Linked DNA regions of Sus scrofa: region 2 is linked to region 1. Evidence: chromatin contacts called from public Hi-C data. All regions are on one chromosome and are shown on one strand. The core of a region is the stretch at or near the end of the contact, and the rest is flanking DNA. Distances in the headings are between cores, read along the strand shown.

Region 1 (2,929 bases), core at 388-2,887:
TTTTTTTCACTTTTTCCTAGTGCTTCCTAATATTTAAAAGGTTTTTCAGCTAATTAGAGATTCCTGAATAAATGGGCATGATACATAAGGATAATATGTTTTTTGTTTGTCTGGTAAATATTTGCTGAATGAATCACAATGAACAAATGAAAACATTTATAAAAGGATAAGTCGCTATTATGAATCAGGTGGGTTTTGATATATACAAAAGTTACCCATTTTCATGAGCATGATTTCTGAGAATTACTGGTATTGATTCTATTTTAATGAAAGACAAATAAGTAGAGCTGCCTCTCTACTCCATGCAGGCAAAGGAAAGTTAAAAAGTAAAGCAATTATCTGGATAATTCCGACAAAAAACCAACTATTGAGAGAAAGGAAGCCCTCCTTTTTCCTGGCCCAAATTCATTTGAGCCATCCAATAACATGACCCACTAGAGTGGAATTTGGCATTCAAGAGGCTTGTCTTGGCTCGTGTCCAGTGGCGTTTAGTTACTGAACTCTTTAAAGGACATTGTTCAAACATGGTCTCCCATGTAACTGGGTTCTAAGGCATGAGCTGCAAGAACCTTGACACCGCCATGTGTCTCCAGGGTATTCTTCCATTGGATCAAATTATCCAGAAAACACTCTCATTCCAGTTCACCTTTCTGGGTTAGACAAAACCAAAATGGATTGCCCAAGACTTGCTCCACAATAATTACATGCAGATACTTGAAAGCCCTGCTGCAAAGTATGTTAATAAATACGATCCCAGTTCCTAGATAGTATAGATAGAAGCAAATATGCCAAAGGTGACAGTTATGTGGTAATTCCTCACTCACCACCCTGCCTGCCGCATTCTCTGTTCCTCTGGACACACTTTTGATTACCGAAAGAACTGTGTTGACTTCATGAATGGCAGAAATCACGACACTCAAACTATTCTCCATTCCAACCTTCTCTCATGACTCTAATTTGATCCCTGAACACTTGTTTACCTAATTGGGAAAAAATACAAGGATGTCTGGCAGAGCGTAACCGTGTTGCAGAAACAGCAACTGTGGCCTTTTGCTTGCCTTTCCTTTGCTGGCCATGCCTGAGCAAGGTTCTCTGTAAGATGACCTGGGCTGGGCATTCTGCCCATGCGCACACCTGGCAGATGGAATCCTCCTGTCCTTGGGAACCCGGATACATGCTGAGTTCCCATTTTCTTTGACTGCAAAACAGACAAGGACCAGCTGGTTAGTGCTGACACGGCTCGCACTACTGGCGGGAACACTACTTAAGTGTTCTGCGTTTGCTCATTATTTATCAATGGGGAGATAGTTCTCTGGAGAAAAGCATGCCCTTTGTCTTCTGACGGAAAGTCTGTTCTTCCAATGGGGAATGACCTAGAAAGTAAAACCTGATAATTCATTTCCCATGTGTGAGTCCCACGTGTAATTCCCCATGTGTAAGTTTTCATTTTAAAGGTTCGAGTTCAAATATAAGAAATGAATTGTGGCCCTAGAAATTCCAGATACTTAAGGTTTCCCTGTAGCAATAGGATTTTTAATAGATTTTAATGCCATCTCTCCTTGAGCAGTTTATTTTATCACCACTTTGAAGCATATATTATTGCTATAAGTACTATTAACTATTTGAAGATAACTTCACACTGGAAATAATTTTTTGCCTCTCAGCCTCAAGGGTTTAATGCATTCACATAATCCAGTGCTTTCCTGTGTGGCAACAAGGGCCTTGCATGGACCTGCAGACTCTGGAGACAGAAAAGTGGAAAATTAGATGCTTAGCTAATAAACCAGAGAGAGGGCTCTTCCGCTTTTCCAACACTATGTGGGAAAACATCAAAAAATGTAATAATGGAATTTTTTTAATACCTACATCTGATATTGAAAACTCTCAAGCTCTCCTCTTCCTCCTCTTCTTCTTTCTCTCCCCTTCTCTGTCTCTTTCTCTTCTCTTTTCTTATCCTTTTTGGTCTTATTAGAGCGAATATCAGGGTCCCTTTGCTCTTTGAATTATTCATGTTACTCCGATTAATGCTGGGTTCATATTCATCCAAAAAAAGCTTATTTTTGCTTTAGTTTTTCAACCATGAAACTAATAGAGCATAATAGAAATGTAACCGATACTTAGCTATTGTCCTGGAAATAGATCCCACTACAATTATATGTAAGAGATATTTAAAAATAACTGTAAAACAGGAGGGATATTTATGCTCTTCTTAAGATGAATAGACTTATTTATAGGTGGAGAGACATTCCATAAGATAAGCTAAAATTAATCATATTGCTGAAGTTTTCAAAGAGGTCAGAGTCCAAATTAAATATAGAAGGGCAAACCGGTTTCTTCCTCTTGCGTATTTTAATGAAGACTAGAGAGGCTGGAGAAATATTTATATTCTTTTATTCATATTTTCAGGATTGCCTCATGTCTCGATTTTTTTTCAAGTCTCTCATTTAAGTGAGGGTACTTCAAAGTGAATATGGGTATTCTCAACTCCTCATATCTTAATGAAGAAAAAAAGGAAGAATTAATGGGACTGGAAATTTAAAAACAACAGATGTACTAGAAGTGTGATTACTGCCATGAGTGAGACATACGGGGGAGTGCCGCCACTTTATGTAGCTATGACTGAGGGCTGATTGTATCATAGAGAAACTGGAGCCCCAGAGTCATGCTGAGACCATCTCTAGGCAATGACCGCTGATTTCCCTTGGAGGACAAGAGATAAGGAGCTGTTTCTTCCTAAATAAAGCTCTCTGATTGCTTTGTGGTTAACAAGGCGCCCTGCGAAGGATCATGGGTAATTCATTTAAGGATGAATATTGACTCTTTTTTTTTTTTTTTTGTCTTTTTTTAGGGCCGCACCCATAGCATATGGAAGTTCCCAGGCTAGGGGTCCAATCAGAGATACAGCTGCCAGCCTACACCACAACTCACA
Region 2 (2,725 bases), core at 169-2,668, 290 kb before region 1:
AATGCTCACCACGCCCTTTTTTTTTTTTTTTTTTTGCTCTCACGTCTTACACTTGTGTGTTCCGGAACAAAATGCCCTCACATGGAAGACATCAAAAACGCTAACAAGAGGTGACTTCTTTCTTTGTCCAGGTATGTTTGGCCTGTACTCAGACAACGCTGGATTCTGGGGTGCCCTGTCCTGGCAGATCCTGAACTAAGGCCGAACACCCTGGGTCTCAGGCTGCAACCACAGCAGCGGGAAGAGGGAGGATGTGGCAGGAACAGAGAGGGTCTTGCTGCGGCCCTTCGAGGTCTGCTGCACTAACAGCGATTAGAGAGTGGCGCTGTAATTTCAACCCTTCTTCCTTCACGCAGGACCTTGTCTCCCCGTCTCCAGGAAATGGGGGCTGCGTTAGTGGAGCATGCCTCTAATAGGGATCGGTGACTGTGGAGCGGGATAGCCATCAGTATAAATCTGTCACAGACACACTCAGAGGAAGAGGCACTTCTATACACTGCAGCCTTTACACTTTTTGATGCAGATACAGATTTATGGCACACGGGAAGCAGAGAGCCTTTGAGCCAAAGGCGCCCTGTGAATCAAGGCCATTTTGTAGGTTTCCGCCGCCCGCAAGAGCTACACATTTATAATTGTGCTTGGAGTCAGCCCCCTCCTAGCCCCAGGAGGCAGCAGCATTTGGTTGAAATAAAATTGAGGACTTTTCCCAACAGCTGGCCAGCTCTAGTTTTAAGTTTTAACAACAGGATGAATGAATTGAGGACGGCTGAAGGGATCAAAAAGCATTATGCCAGACTTTTCAGAGCCCCGGTCCCCGGACTCCACTGTTCCCATGTATCAGATTCATTCAGAGATGGGGAACTCTACTTTGAAGAGTTCCCTCGCATTGTTCAGCCGACACAGATGACTCTTTCACCAAGACACTCAGAAATGATCCAGCGGAGACCTTGAGGAAACGTCCAAAAAAGGTGCAGGCAAGGAAAGAAAAAAGCAATCAGCTAGAAGTAAATGAAAACCCAGCCCAGCGTCGGTGTTAATTAATTAAAAACACCATTTCAAAGCATCCCTAATAGAAAACTTCCTCCGTGCAGCCAGTATCTGATTCAGGGAGTGACTCAAGCAATAAAATCACAGTTGGGACGACTCTCGTGGTGCTGGCAGGCCAAGTTCAATATTTTCCCTATGAGGCATGCCTGTACTATAAAAAGAATGTGATGTTTGAAAATGAGTGTCTTTGCTCTTTGTGTGCTGGCATTAAAAGCCTTTCCTAGCCCTCTTGCCACACTTTGAGAGTACAGTATGAATCACAATCATGTGGCAAGCACCTCCTTGCCAAATTCTTTCATGCTGCTACCACGGTGCGTTCCCTCTCAGGCTCCTGCCAGCAGCCTCTGCTGCCCAGCCAAGACCATCAGTGCAAGCGCCGGTGGAGAGGCAGGGCACGCCACTCCACATTCAGCAACCAGGACACAAGGAGGCACGTTCTTGTAGAAATCGGAACTGCTGAATGGACTGAGTGGGTGGGAGGGGACAAAAGTCAGAGGGACGAAGCAACGAAGCGAAGCGGGAGAGAAAAGATGAGACACGCTCTCAAGGAATACTCCTGAGACGTAATCACCCAGATGGTGGGCGGGGAACGGGAGACCCACAGGGATTAGAGAAGGGGCTTCCTGCATTACAGGGCCAAGGGAGGCAGAGCTCAGGCCAGAACTCCAGCTCGTAGCGCTGTCTCTTCCCTCCGTCTCCCCTGCCTCCTCTGATTCTGCAGCCCAAACGTGGAGAAGCCAGAAACTGCTCTTCTGCTGTCTTAGGCTTTTTAATATGCAATTCACTCTCTTAATTACCACCATGCCGTAAACGAACATCGTGCCACTTTCCGCAATACATGTTTCTTAAAATATGTGTCAGCTGGATTAGCATCCATGGGGCCAATCTTCACAGCCATGACCACAGAACCCACCCCAAGCCTGACAGTCATCCTCACATTCTGCTCCAGGGTCACAGAGGGCACGGGGAGACTGTGTGGAGGAAAATATTCCTGTAGCTCAACACCATGAGTCACTACTGATGGAACCACTCAAAGTTTCTCCCCGACGTACATCTGCATTTCCTTTGTCTTCATTTACTGCTGTGGTTAACTACAGATTAATTGACGTGCCAGTTTTCTGGCTAGGTCTCCCATGAACCTAGCATTGTCTGGCCCCTAAGAGGCAAAAAAGGGATGGTGAAACCAGGAAGCTCCCTGGAGTTACAATGCTTGTTTAGTTCCATCGTCTAAACGGACTGTTAGGTATAGGGGTTTGGAATCCAAGGCCTGGAGGAAGTTTCTATGCTTCACATTAAAAAGACAAATTGGGGAGTTCCCACTGTGGCTCAGTGGAAATGAACCCAACTAGTATCCATGAGGATGCAGGTTGGATCCCTGGCCCCTGCTTAGTGGGTTAAGGATCTGGCATTGCTGTGAGCTGTGGTGCAGATCACAGACGAGGCTTGGATCTGATGTTGCTGTGGCTGTGGTGTAGGCCGGCAGCTGTGGCTGTGATTTGACCCCTAGCCTGGGAACTTCCATATGCCGCACCTGTGGCCTTAAAAAAAAAAAAAAAAGACAAATTGTCCCAAAGGATGGGAAGAGGAAGATGTGGAAGAGGAGGTAAAGGAAGGAGTGAAAAGTCCCTATTCACATGCCAGAGTCTACAGAAGAAGCAGTAAAGAGGTCCTGTCAACC

The links. Hi-C and Micro-C count contacts between places; a contact is called where the count stands out from the background.
Region 2: a contact with region 1 is called in a Hi-C map of fetal heart ventricle, with 2.7 times the contacts expected there. The contact joins two enhancer-like sites. A contact is called at or near these places in 2 of 47 Hi-C or Micro-C datasets (embryonic fibroblasts and fetal heart ventricle).

The regions. Positions count from the first base shown.
Region 1 is chr5:29,962,414-29,965,342 of Sscrofa11.1, reverse strand. No RefSeq gene overlaps it. Among named protein-coding and RNA genes, the nearest start is that of HMGA2, 220 kb to the left of the region's middle. Within about 2 kb of position 1,637, at least 3 of the 83 cell types and tissues checked have an H3K27ac peak or open chromatin away from gene starts, as enhancers often do.
Region 2 is chr5:30,257,259-30,259,983 of Sscrofa11.1, reverse strand. All of the region lies in intron 3 of HMGA2 (high mobility group protein HMGI-C), which reads right to left. Among named protein-coding and RNA genes, the nearest start is that of HMGA2, 70 kb to the right of the region's middle. Within about 2 kb of position 1,418, at least 26 of the 83 cell types and tissues checked have an H3K27ac peak or open chromatin away from gene starts, as enhancers often do.